Regions from separate parts of the Mus musculus genome. Here regions 2 and 3 are each linked to region 1. The links are chromatin contacts, called in public HiChIP or PLAC-seq maps. All regions are on one chromosome and are shown on one strand. The core of a region is the stretch at or near the end of the contact, and the rest is flanking DNA. Distances in the headings are between cores, read along the strand shown.

Region 1 (3,878 bases), core at 940-3,439:
ATGTACCACATTTTCTGTATCCATTCCTCTGTTGAGGGGCATCTGGGTTCTTTCCAGCTTCTGGCTATTATAAACAAGGCTGCTATGAACATAGTGGAGCATGTGTTCTTCTTACCGGTTGGGACATCTTCTGGATATATGCCCAGGAGAGGTATTGCGAGATCCTCCGGTAGTACTATGTCCAATTTTCTGAGGAACCGCCAGACTGATTTCCAGAGTGGTTGTACAAGCTTGCAATCCCACCCACGTCCAAGCTGATGCTTAATGAGATTGTTTAAGTGAGTTAGAGATTGGCATTCTGACCCTGAAAGGAAAGGAGGATACTTCTAGTGTGCTTGCTTCTCACCCACAGCAATAACAACCCTAAGCAGAACACAGGGACGTAAGCCAGCTAAATGGTACGGCCTTCCCTGTAGCATACAGGGTGCTATAAATGAGTCTGGATAATGTGCTGAGAATTCCTCATGCCAGAAACAGGCAATCATAAGACATCATTGGGGGCTGGAGCGATGGCTCAGTGGTTAAGAGCACTGACTGCTCTTCCAGAGGTCCTGAGTTTAATTCCCAGCAACCACGTGGTGGCTCACAACCATCTGTAATGGGATCTGATGCCCTCTTCTGGTGTGTCTGAAGACAACTACAGTGTAGTCATATATATATATATATATATATATATATATATAATTATAAATAAATTTTTTAAAGAAATAACTAGGATGCTGTGGTTACATTTTACTTAGAGTGTCTTCCCTATATTCTGCACCCAACCATCACTGTCTTCTTTTTTTCTTTCATGTGCTTTTGAACTCCCCTGATACAGAGGAAACCAGGGCCACAATTGGCTGAGATACCCCTGGTGGGTTTTGTTTTATGCTTCTCCTAGAATAACAGCTAGTTTCCTGTAAGTGTAGAGACTTTCAGCCTCGTGAGGGGATAGTTTTAATGATGAACTTCCTGTGCAACTGCCTGCTTCCTCTAAAACCTCCGCTCTGTGAACTGATGATACAAATCTTAGTCATCTCAGGGAGGGCATGGATTTCTCCCAAGCTGAATGTCCATGACTTCTTATAACACCTTTTTTATCAGATTAGTGATGTTCCTATGGGCTTCCTACATGCCATTTTCTTCCCAGGGAATTTTCATCTTCAAGACCTAAGAAAAGAATGTCTATTGTAACAGTTATTAAACATGTGATCCTTTGTGTCTGTCTTGGCATTTAGAGCATGACATATTTCAAAATGGCAGGAAAAAAACAGTGCCTTTGCCATCTCCATTTTCCTTTACTGTATTCTTTCAGTAAGCACTCATTAAAGACTTGCCATAGACAAAGACCTACTGGGTTATAACCAGGGTAGTTTGGAAACCAAGAGTCTTATCTGGCATGGAAGTCTATCTGACATTGGCAGACTTTATGACAAAGCATTTTAGAAAATGACATTTTCTGATCAGTAGCAGGTTTGGAAGATGTTTACATTAAGCTTCAAGCCTAGAGAGACGACAGCCCCAGTGCAGTTTGCAAAGTGCCAAAAGATTTGCAAATATTTTAGCCTATTGCATGTTTGCTTTATTCTAGGAAGGGGCTGCAAATGGAGCTTTCTTTTCATGGTCTCTGTCTAGCCTTATTTTGGTCTAGAGGAAGCTGATATGAAATGAATTGGAAACTTTAGCACTCCCTTTGTTCTTTGTTAACTCTATTATTAAAACAATATGGAAAGAACTCTAGACTTGGACTCACAACTGTGTGATTCTAGTCTCCAATCAACCATGTTCTCTCATTTGTAAAACAGAAACAAGATCAGTTGCATAGGGTGGTAGTGAGGATTAAAAGAGATGATCCACATTAGACCTTGAGCAGAGACAGGGATTTTTCAAATGCTAAGTGACCACTCGTGGAGAGGATGATGGGGAGGGTAGTGGTCTTAAAAAATACTGTGATACTTAGCATGTCTTAGTTTCTGTTCCATCTACATTGAAGGATTACTGGAAATCTCATGAAGACAGGAGAAAAAATATGCAAAAGAATTAGCAAACTACCTAATTTGTGATATTAATGATAGTAGTGCCCAGTAGGGGTAAACACAGGTGTAGGTCAATTTTATCCCCCCAAAGCAGCACTCAGGTCTGAGTATACCCTGCTCCCCTTTGCTGTCTGTTTTCTTGCAATGAAGTCCGGTGTTGTGACGCAGAACAGAGTTTAAGTTAGCTAGCAAAACAATCATCAAGTCGTTTATTTTCCTAACCTTGCAGTATCACTTTCAAAACCTGAGAATTTCATTCCACATTTCACAGACCCTTTTACCTACCGAGACCAGAGTGCCAAGAAAGTTGTTGATTCAACTTTCTGTTTGTGAAAAGAAAACATCCAGAGTGGGCACAAGCAAGCACTCCTGAAGTGAGCTAGATAAGCCTGCTGCAAACTTGCAAGTCACTGCTTCTGGGTTTGCTTTGTTTTAAAAACACAAAGGACTCTCAGCTGATTTATTCTTATCACAGGCAACAGGGGGCTTCCAGGCTGCTGTGTTGGATCCCTAACAAATGCATTCCATTCTGCTAGCCCTCTGTTCAGAGGTGCTGTTTTGCAAGGGATCTTCAGGCTTAGAAGGATTCAAACCTCAGCTAACCTTTCCTGATTAATTCCACTGAAGAAAGATGCAGAAATGTTGATAGGCAATGAATTTCTGTGGATGATCCCAGAGCCTCTCTCTTCTGTCACGCCAGATTTGACTTAATTGAATTCCTCTTTCTTTCCCTTTTCATTAGCAGCACTTACACAAAATGAGTCCATGGAAAAAGTCAGGGGGTAAAAGGTAAGAGCTGCATGTTTTAAGTCTTTGGATTACTTAGGATTGATCACCAGTCTCCTAAGGCTTTGCAGCCTCCACTGTTCAATCTTAGATGCCATCTAAATGCTTGTCAGCTGATCAGCCACAAGGTACCCGCTCTGCAAAGTGCCTGGAAGACACTAAGTTAGTCTTAGTCCCTTGCCAAGGAGGGAGCAGATAATTCAGTCAGTGGTGTTCGGTCTGAGTAAGCGTCCTGCTCACTGAGATTTTCTGTAGCTCCCTTGTTGGGTCTGAGCAGAAAACACTTGCCAGCAATCAGTATAATCAGTGCTGGCAAAACACAGATGTTAATGCCTTTTAATCAGCTAGGCTTTTCGAGAACTTGGGCTGAAGCCTGGAATAATCCTGCTTAGCCCTACAATGAATGGATGGTGTACAAGCTTTAAGAATGTTCGTTTTAATTAATGATGGTGATAGAAGTGGCAGTCTCGTTCACAGCGATAGAAGAAACCACAAAGTCATGTGTTGTGTGGGCATGTGGGAGTGTGTCTTGACCTCCCCACATGGTTCACATTCTCAACTGGCTTATTCTATTTCCTTCTAGCTTCTGTATTATTTAGCAATAAGCCTGGGGCAAGACAATGCTACCAAATGTAAGTGGAGCAAATAAATCATACCACTGTGAAAAATGAGCTATTAGTATTTCCTTAGTACACGAGGGAAGTCCACACTTCCTAGACAACCTTTTGTGAACCAAATTGACCAATTCCCTTCTATAACCTATAACGCTGATCACTTTGGCTGTGTGTCAAGAATCATTCCTTCCCTTCCCTTTCACTGCTTCCTGTTAGGAACTATGGGTAAGGTGCTCTGAAATAGAAGGTGAAGGTACTACTACTGCTAACATATCTAGGTCAGAAGTAGTTAAACCTTGAAATCTAGACATCTAGTAAAAAAATGAAAGTTACCACTTAACCTCTTGACTCCTAAAAAAAAAGTTTGTCTGGTGATTAAAGTGAATGATAAAAGGAATTTAATTTAATGTGAAACATTAAATAAATGTGGCATTTTAATATCCATGCTTAACTAAAAAAA
Region 2 (3,878 bases), core at 348-2,847, 300 kb after region 1:
CAACATAATCCTAAATGATCTGCATTATGTAGTGCACAGTACTAGAATCACAGTGGCCGGCTCCATCGTGCACTGCAAGGAAATACCATAAGATGTCAGAAGTGTGTGAAATCTCTTCCTGGGAGGCAATTCCCTCCTCTGACTGGCAGCAGGGTTCCAGTCTTTTATGTCTTGTGAAATTTTAATTTTCCTGGATCCTTCATTTCAATAGTCTGGTAGCAAAAGAAAGGGGTACCACTTTTTCTTTAAAATGCCTGCTCTCCTGCCAGGCTAGTAAAACTGCCATCTATAAAGAACAGGGATTTTAAAAAATTTTAATATACCAACATAAAAGCAGTCCAGTAGGAAATGTACAATTTTATTATGTCATTCATTCATTCATTTATTCATTCATTTTGGGGTACCTGTGCCAGGGCCCACATGTGAAGACCAGATGGCATCTTATAGGAATCTATTCTCTCCTTCTGTTGTGTCTATCCACAAGGATTGAACTCAGTTTTACAAGGCTTGGAAACAAGTCCCTTTACCTGCTGAGCCATCTCCCAGGTCCAATTATACATATTTCCTTTTCAAAATATTATAGTGATTCCTATTATATTAAAAGCTTTATTTTACACAGAATATTGCAATCGTTCACCATTTCATTTTCTATTTAAATCATTGAGGCAAAATTATTTCACCAGGAATTCATAAATAAAAGTGTATAGTAAGCTAGAGCAGCACAAAAATGATTTCTGTCCTGACTCTGCCATCAGCACGTATTGACTTATAAACCCAATGCAGTGCTAGGTGAATGTACTTCAGGGCTGGGTTTCCTACCATCCCTTCTTTGCTGCCCTGAATTAGCACCAGTCATCTCTAGAGTCAAGCATGTCTTCCTGAAATCTAACTAAACCTGCTATCCTTAGTACCAGCTTACTTGCTAACCTCATTTAAATTAGTTTTTCTGCTTGAGGCAGAACAGGTTTGAGGTCAACAGAACCTCTGCCTGGTCACTCTAAATCAAATTCTGCTGGTAATTAACAATCAGTTAGGGAATTAGCTCACATTTTCTCTAGGAGTCATTTTAATAATTATTATTATTATAACAACAACAACAACAATAAAACAACAGCAATCCATCTGGTGACCTTTACTTAGCTAACCTAGTCCTCACCCCACTAATCATTCTCACTGTTAATTCTCTGTATTTTTCCCCCGGCAAAATCATCAGAAATATTTTGTTTTGACTCGGCTACAGGCACAGATTCTCATGACAGAATTCTGATCAACCTCCTGAGTCTTGGTAAAGGCCAGAGTCTTACAGTTGCAAATACCTTCCTGCTGTGTATTTCACTGTTTTTAAACTGCTCCCTTAGTGACTTAAAGGGCTAGAGGCTGGGAGAGGAACAAGAGGCATTGCTCCCCCAAACGAGTTCAGATAATGAGGACTGGATTTTGTGGAATTCAGTCCCTTAACATAATGTTGGTTTGGGCGCTGGTGTAAAGATTGTATCTAGAATACAGACATCTGCGCCTAATGAGATAGCAGCACACATGTGGACCTTGCATAAACAATGTTTTTCAACCTAGCTATTGCTGGCTGAGTCAATAAAGAGCTGTCAGCAATAAGGAAAATCATCCCTGACACCTACTGGCCAGCAGTGTCCCCCAAATAGGGCAGATGAAACCACTTTAGAGAACAGTTACATTCATGGGTTATCTTACAGATGAGCTAGAAGAAAAACACAATTTGTAGCTGGAATTTCTCTTCCAAAGCAATGCAATGCACACACATGCTCACATGCGCAAGCGCACACGTGCATACACACACACACACACACACACACACACACACACACACACAGACACATACACACACATACACACACATACACACACACACACACACACACACACACACACACACACACACACACATACACAGAGAGCCTGGGAAGGAACATATAGAGAGGGAGAAGGGAGAAGGAAGGAGGAATTGAGGGAAGGAAAGAGAGAGAATGTGTGTGTGTGTGTGTGTGTGTGTGTGTGTGTGTGTGTGTGTTTTGCATAGAGAATTAGCCTGCTTCTTGTGCTTCACTCATATATAGTAGGATACTGCTGCTCAGCCCTAAATGAGACATCTGAATCATACTCCATCCTCCTGAGACTCAGGCTAACTGTGAAAGAGGATACAGAAAGACTGTACGAGTCAGAGGTGGTGGGTGACTATAATTGTATTTTCCAGACACAAGACAGTTCCACATATGAATTCACAGAGGTAAAACATTTACACATGACTTCCACATGCTCAAGTCTGATAAAACAAGAACATGAAGAGAGGAAGGGGATGTGAAATCCCACCCCTATCTTAGGAGCTATTGACAATTAATGGCTACTCAGAGCAGGAGAGTCAGTTTTTGATAGGGGTGTGACCCCTGGTATGTGGACCACACTCTAGTAGATAGCGACTTACCCAAGCGTAGATAGGCAGTACTAATTGGACTTGAAAGTTAAAAAGGAAGAGCTGGTGAAATGGCTCAGCAGTTAAGAGCACTGACTGCTCTTCTGAAGGTCCTGAGTTCAAATTCTAGCAACCACATGATGGCTCACAGTCATCCGTAATGAGATCTGCCACTCTCTTCTAGTGTGTCTGAAAACAGCTATAATGTACTTACATATAATAATAAATAAGTCTTTTTAAAAAAAAAGTTGCTGGGCAGTGGTGGCACATACCTTTAATCCTAGCACTTGGAAGGCAAAGGCAGGCAGATTTCTGAGTTCAAGGCCAGCCTGGTCTACAGAGTGAGTTCCAGGACAGCCAGGGCTACACAGAGAAACCCTGTCTCGAAAAAAAAAAAAAAAAGTTAAAAAAGGAAAAAAAAAAGGAATGGGAGATTGGATAAGGAGAGAGTTTCAGAGAGGAGAATTAATATCATCAAAATTTATTAATTGAAATATCAAAGAAACAATAGAATAATTTATTTTAAAAAAAAAAGATTATAAAGCCAATGGAAAAACTCCACGATTCCAGGTATTCACTATTACTGAAACCAGGTCTAAGTGTACAATAGATCCTGACCTTAGCAGATGTTTTCTTCTTTGTTAACTCTGATTGTTTGGGTAGAGCCCAGGGAAAAGACTTCGAGAGTACAAGGATGGGAGGAAAGAGCACACATAGGTTTGTTGCTGCCTAGAGGACAACCTAGGAGCTCAGTCAGGAGAGACAGAGGAATGTGGCTGGACTGGCCCAGCTCATGCCTTCACCCAGTCCAAGTGCAATTTTATACAAAGTGCCTCAACTTATCTCTTTTTAGTTTTTAAGGCTGAGAACAACTTTGTATTATCCAAGCTTGAGAATAAAATATTTTGCTCATTCTTTGTACTTAATAGTGAACTTGAGACAATAAATTAAAACTAGGCTTTGTTAATTGTTGTTTTAGGAATATGGAGACCTTTAGTTGAGTAAGATACATGAACCTGCCATCAGGTTCAAATTTAAATCAAGCATGAATGGAAATGGCAAACAAAAGTTACACAGGACTAAAAGCACTGGAAGTCATTCTGAAGTGCCACATAACCCCTTTGGTTGGATGTCATTAAATCCCTCCTTGATGACTGTAACAACAACCAGGTATAGTTGGATATTGCTATACCAACAAATAAACCCACGTAATAACTGAGTCTGTGGTGTTACACAGTCTCCTCGAACACAGGCCACCTGAGCCCCTCAAAGAAGGAAACCAAGGTTGAAAGGGTTTAGATGATTTTCCCAAACCATCATCTCTTTGTCTTGACTGTGATCTAGATTTCCTAAGTCTCAAGCTAATGATTCACAGCCTTCAATTCATAGGACACCCCATGCAAAGATAATAGATATACTTTGGGGCATTCTTCTG
Region 3 (3,878 bases), core at 979-3,478, 270 kb after region 1:
GTTACTTGATCCAGTGGGAAGGAAAGAAAATGCATCTTAAGTTAGCACGATTACCTCGATTCAAACATGACCATGACTTGTATCCTAGTGGCCTACTATATTATTGGTCACAATGTAATTAATAGTGGGTGTATCTTGTTAGTCTGGAAAAGAGAACTGTTACTGGAGAATATCCCAACATGACTATTTGCTTTTAAAATACATGGCTGACATCAGCAGAGCCTTTGGGACTGCTCAACAACTCCTTTCATCTTTAAAGTAACACTATATTAAATTACCTGCATATAATAACTGCTGCTCTTGGTTTACTAGCTGGACTACTATGTAGTTGTTATCCCCTATACCATAGCAAATTACCTTACTACTTGTATTTCTATGAGGCTCAAAGCTATTTCGTGTATATACTCTTAACTATAACCTTAACAGGAAAATACTCAAGCTTTCTTTACTAGATATTTGTATCCTCAAATGCTCACTTCTCTGTCTGCTCACCTGGTTGGAACACTCACTTCCAGAAAGAACATTAAAGAGTTAGTGGATAATTTACCATTTCCATCAACTTCGACGCGGGGCACTGCTCAAACCTGCAGCTATTCTTTTGAGCTGAATCTTGAAGCAGAAGCAGAAATACAGCAGAGCCTCCACACTACCCATAATACTCATGGTCTAGAGCAAGAAGTACAGCTTTATGTGCTGGCTTATTAAAGTGTGGTGGTGGGGTACTTCCTTAGCACTAAGGACCTAAGCTTGGAGTGGGATCAAAGAAAAGTAATAGAGTAGGGTGAGTCGACACAGTAAAGAAACTGATAAGACTCGTCATGGTCAACCATCACAATCTTAGAAAGCATCCAAGGGTATAAAGCAAGTGCTTAATCAATGAAAATATTCAGGTTTCAGTACAAGGTTTGGGTGGCTTTTTACCTTAGTTGTGTCTATCTCCTCCTCCCTAGATCAGAGTTAGCCTTAGAGCCAATAGGCAGCATTTCTTGCTACGGTTCCTAGTACCAGTGACCACAGAACAGAATTGATTCTCATAGACTTGTAGTTCATTGTGTTGCTTGCCTGCTGGTTGAGTGATGGACCAACCCAAAGGATTTGTTTCTTTCTTGCCTAATTAAGAAGAACACAGGGCTGAGAATGCTCTGCAGTAGGCATTTGTCAAAACCATTTTAAGACAAATCTATTTGTAGCCACCACCCGGGAAGAAGGATGACAGAGAAAATAATAAACAAACCAAAAAACTTGGCAGAAAAGGCTAAGCAATGAGGTAATTCATGGAAGAAAAAATAAAGAAACCCTAAATAAATGGAAAGGCATATATGTTCATCAAAAGACCCAATATTACTAAAGGGCCAATAGCTTTCAAACTGATCTATAGACCTCAAGCAATTTCTATCAAAAGTCCAGTTCATATTTTGCTGAGATGGAGAGTAGATTGTAAAATCTGTACTGGATCAGAATAAATCTCAAATAGCAAAAAAAAAAAAAAATTTTTTTAAAGAGAACAAAACGTGGAGGAATTACTTCCTAATGTTAAGACTTACTATTGTGACATAGTAGTGAAAAGAGTGACTTCCTGGAATTGGCATAGGTGCATAAAGCAATGAAAAAAATCCAAGAGGCCAGAAGTAATGTTATACACTTCTAGTCAACTAACTTTTGGCCAAGGCCATTCAACAAGGGAAATAGTGGTGTCATTGGATGACTGTAATGAATGGAGTAACCACTTTCAAAGAATGATCTTATGTTCTTAGCTCACATGACTTACTAAAATTAACTCAAAATGAGTCAAAGACTTAAAGGCACAAGAGACAAAATATTTGATTTTCAGAAGAATATATTGGAGTAAGTCTTCAAGACATTGGATCTAACTATGCACAGTTTTTTTCTCTTAAACGTCAATGACCAAAACGTAGACAAATTGGACTTGCTTATAAATAGAATCTTATAGATTGAAATATGCTGTCAATAGAGTGTAAAGACAAGCCACATGATTAAATAAATATTTTAAGTCACTTATCTATTAAGGGCTATTATCCTGAATAAGATATAATTCTTATCACTCCACAGTGAAAAGAACACTAACCCAATTAAAATTGAACTGAGGATTTAAATGATATTTTTCCAAAGAGATATTCAAGTGGCTAATAAGCACAGAGAAAGAGTCTTATCAGCATCAGTCACTGGGGAAATGCAAACCAGAACTACACTAAGAAAAACAACTTTATCTCCACTAAGGAGGTGGCAGTAGTGGCTTCCTCTCCAAAAACCCCCATTCCACTTCCCCTCTCCCTTGCTTCTAAGAGGGTGCTCCCCAAACCACCCATCCATTCCCACCTCCCCTCCCTGGCATTCTCCTACATTGGGGCATTGAGCCTTCTCAGGACCAAGGGCCTCCCCTCCCATTGATGCCCAACAAGGCCATTCTCTGCTATTATGCAGCTGAAGCCATGGGTCTCTCCATGTGTATTCTTTGGTTGGTTTAGTCCCTGGGAGCTCTGGGCAGGCTACCGGGAGAGGGAGTCTGTTTGGTTAATATTGTTGTTCTTTCTATGGGGTTGCAAACCCCTTCAGTTCCTTCAGTCCTCCCCCCTAACTCCTCCATTGGTGTCCCTGTGCTTATGGTTGGCTGCAAGCATCTGCATCTATATTGGTAAGGCTCTGGCAGAGCCTCTTAGGAGACATCCGTATCAGGTTCCTGTCAGCAAGCACTTCTTGGCATCAGCAATAGTGTCAGGGTTTGGTGTCTGCATATGGGATGGATCCCTAGGTGAGGCAGTCTCTAGATGGTCTTTCCTTCAGCCTCAGCTCCACTCTTTGTCCCTGTATTTCCTTTAGATAGGAGCAATTCTGGGTGAAAATTTCGAGACACATGTTGAAAAAAACAGCTATTTATATAGCATTTGCAATGTTAGATATGATAAGTAATCTACTGAGATGATTTAAAGTACACAGGAGAATGTATACAGGTTACATGCAAATATTATATATTTTATATGAGAGACTGAGCAGCTGCAGGATTTGACAGATTCCTAGACCTAATCTACGAAAACTATGAGACAACTCTGCTACTTACTATAGTTCTGAAAGTGGGAGACAAGTTAAACTTTTATTCTCTTCAGCCCCCATAAGTGATCAACCATAAGGTTAAAGCTATATCAGACTTCAAAGTAATGAGCCACATTCAGTATATGCAGAGGTAAACTGAAGTGAGTCCTGATCATGTCTCCGCAAAGTAAGCCCATGGACTACTTGGGAGTGTAGATTTAGGATTTGATTGATCAACTTTGGATTCTCTTACAGTACCACTACTTGAATATAATATCAAAAGTAAGACCAAAGAAGTCAGAAGGTGTTCACAGCGTTCTGGATACTTTAAAAGCACAAAATGGACAAAACAGAAACATTCCTCTGAGAAACTTCATTCAGAGATCTAAACACAAATGCCATACAAGCATTTTCTGTAAATATTCTACAGAAGGGGTCATGACTCACCCAGGCCACCTGTGCTGTGGAACACGTGCGATGTGTCTTGCAGCAACCCGATCCACAGCCTGGTGGAACTGACAGTTAAATGAAGTTGAGGCTAAAAAGGGGGAAATATGTGAACAATAAAAATTGCAAAATGATTATTGCTGTGAAAAACACAAAGTTAGATAAGAAATAGAGGTGGGCAGAGCAGGAGCAGATACATCATGCCATATGATTGGTGAGAGCTGTAGGCATTGACAGTGAATCCTACAGGTGACCAGAAGTCAGCTTTACAAAAGCTTAGCTATAGAGACCCTACAACAGAAGAAAAAAAAACCCTCAGGCCTGTCCTGTGGCTGGGTGTGTGGGAGATGCTATTCTCCATGAAGCAGAGCATCCAGGCACCA

The links. HiChIP or PLAC-seq counts read pairs in DNA pulled down with a chosen protein or histone mark.
Region 2: a contact with region 1 is called in an H3K27ac HiChIP or PLAC-seq map of the HPC-7 cell line, with 7 times the contacts expected there. The contact joins two enhancer-like sites. A contact is called at or near these places in 3 of 484 Hi-C or Micro-C datasets (adipose-derived mesenchymal stem cells, uterus and ventricular fibroblasts), 2 of 115 datasets of contacts at active chromatin or transcription factors (the HPC-7 cell line and embryonic stem cells) and 1 of 9 other capture datasets (embryonic stem cells).
Region 3: a contact with region 1 is called in an H3K27ac HiChIP or PLAC-seq map of the HPC-7 cell line, with 6 times the contacts expected there. The contact joins two enhancer-like sites. A contact is called at or near these places in 1 of 115 datasets of contacts at active chromatin or transcription factors (the HPC-7 cell line) and 1 of 9 other capture datasets (embryonic stem cells).

The regions. Positions count from the first base shown.
Region 1 is chr16:57,855,877-57,859,754 of GRCm38.p6, forward strand. No RefSeq gene overlaps it. Among named protein-coding and RNA genes, the nearest start is that of Gm24039, 26 kb to the right of the region's middle. Within about 2 kb of position 2,190, at least 67 of the 459 cell types and tissues checked have an H3K27ac peak or open chromatin away from gene starts, as enhancers often do. A contact at or near this core is called in the HPC-7 cell line, where this site is marked.
Region 2 is chr16:58,154,149-58,158,026 of GRCm38.p6, forward strand. No RefSeq gene overlaps it. Among named protein-coding and RNA genes, the nearest start is that of Gm41463, 7.4 kb to the left of the region's middle. Within about 2 kb of position 1,598, at least 2 of the 459 cell types and tissues checked have an H3K27ac peak or open chromatin away from gene starts, as enhancers often do. A contact at or near this core is called in the HPC-7 cell line, where this site is marked.
Region 3 is chr16:58,129,608-58,133,485 of GRCm38.p6, forward strand. No RefSeq gene overlaps it. Among named protein-coding and RNA genes, the nearest start is that of Gm41463, 17 kb to the right of the region's middle. Within about 2 kb of position 2,229, at least 1 of the 459 cell types and tissues checked has an H3K27ac peak or open chromatin away from gene starts, as enhancers often do. A contact at or near this core is called in the HPC-7 cell line, where this site is marked.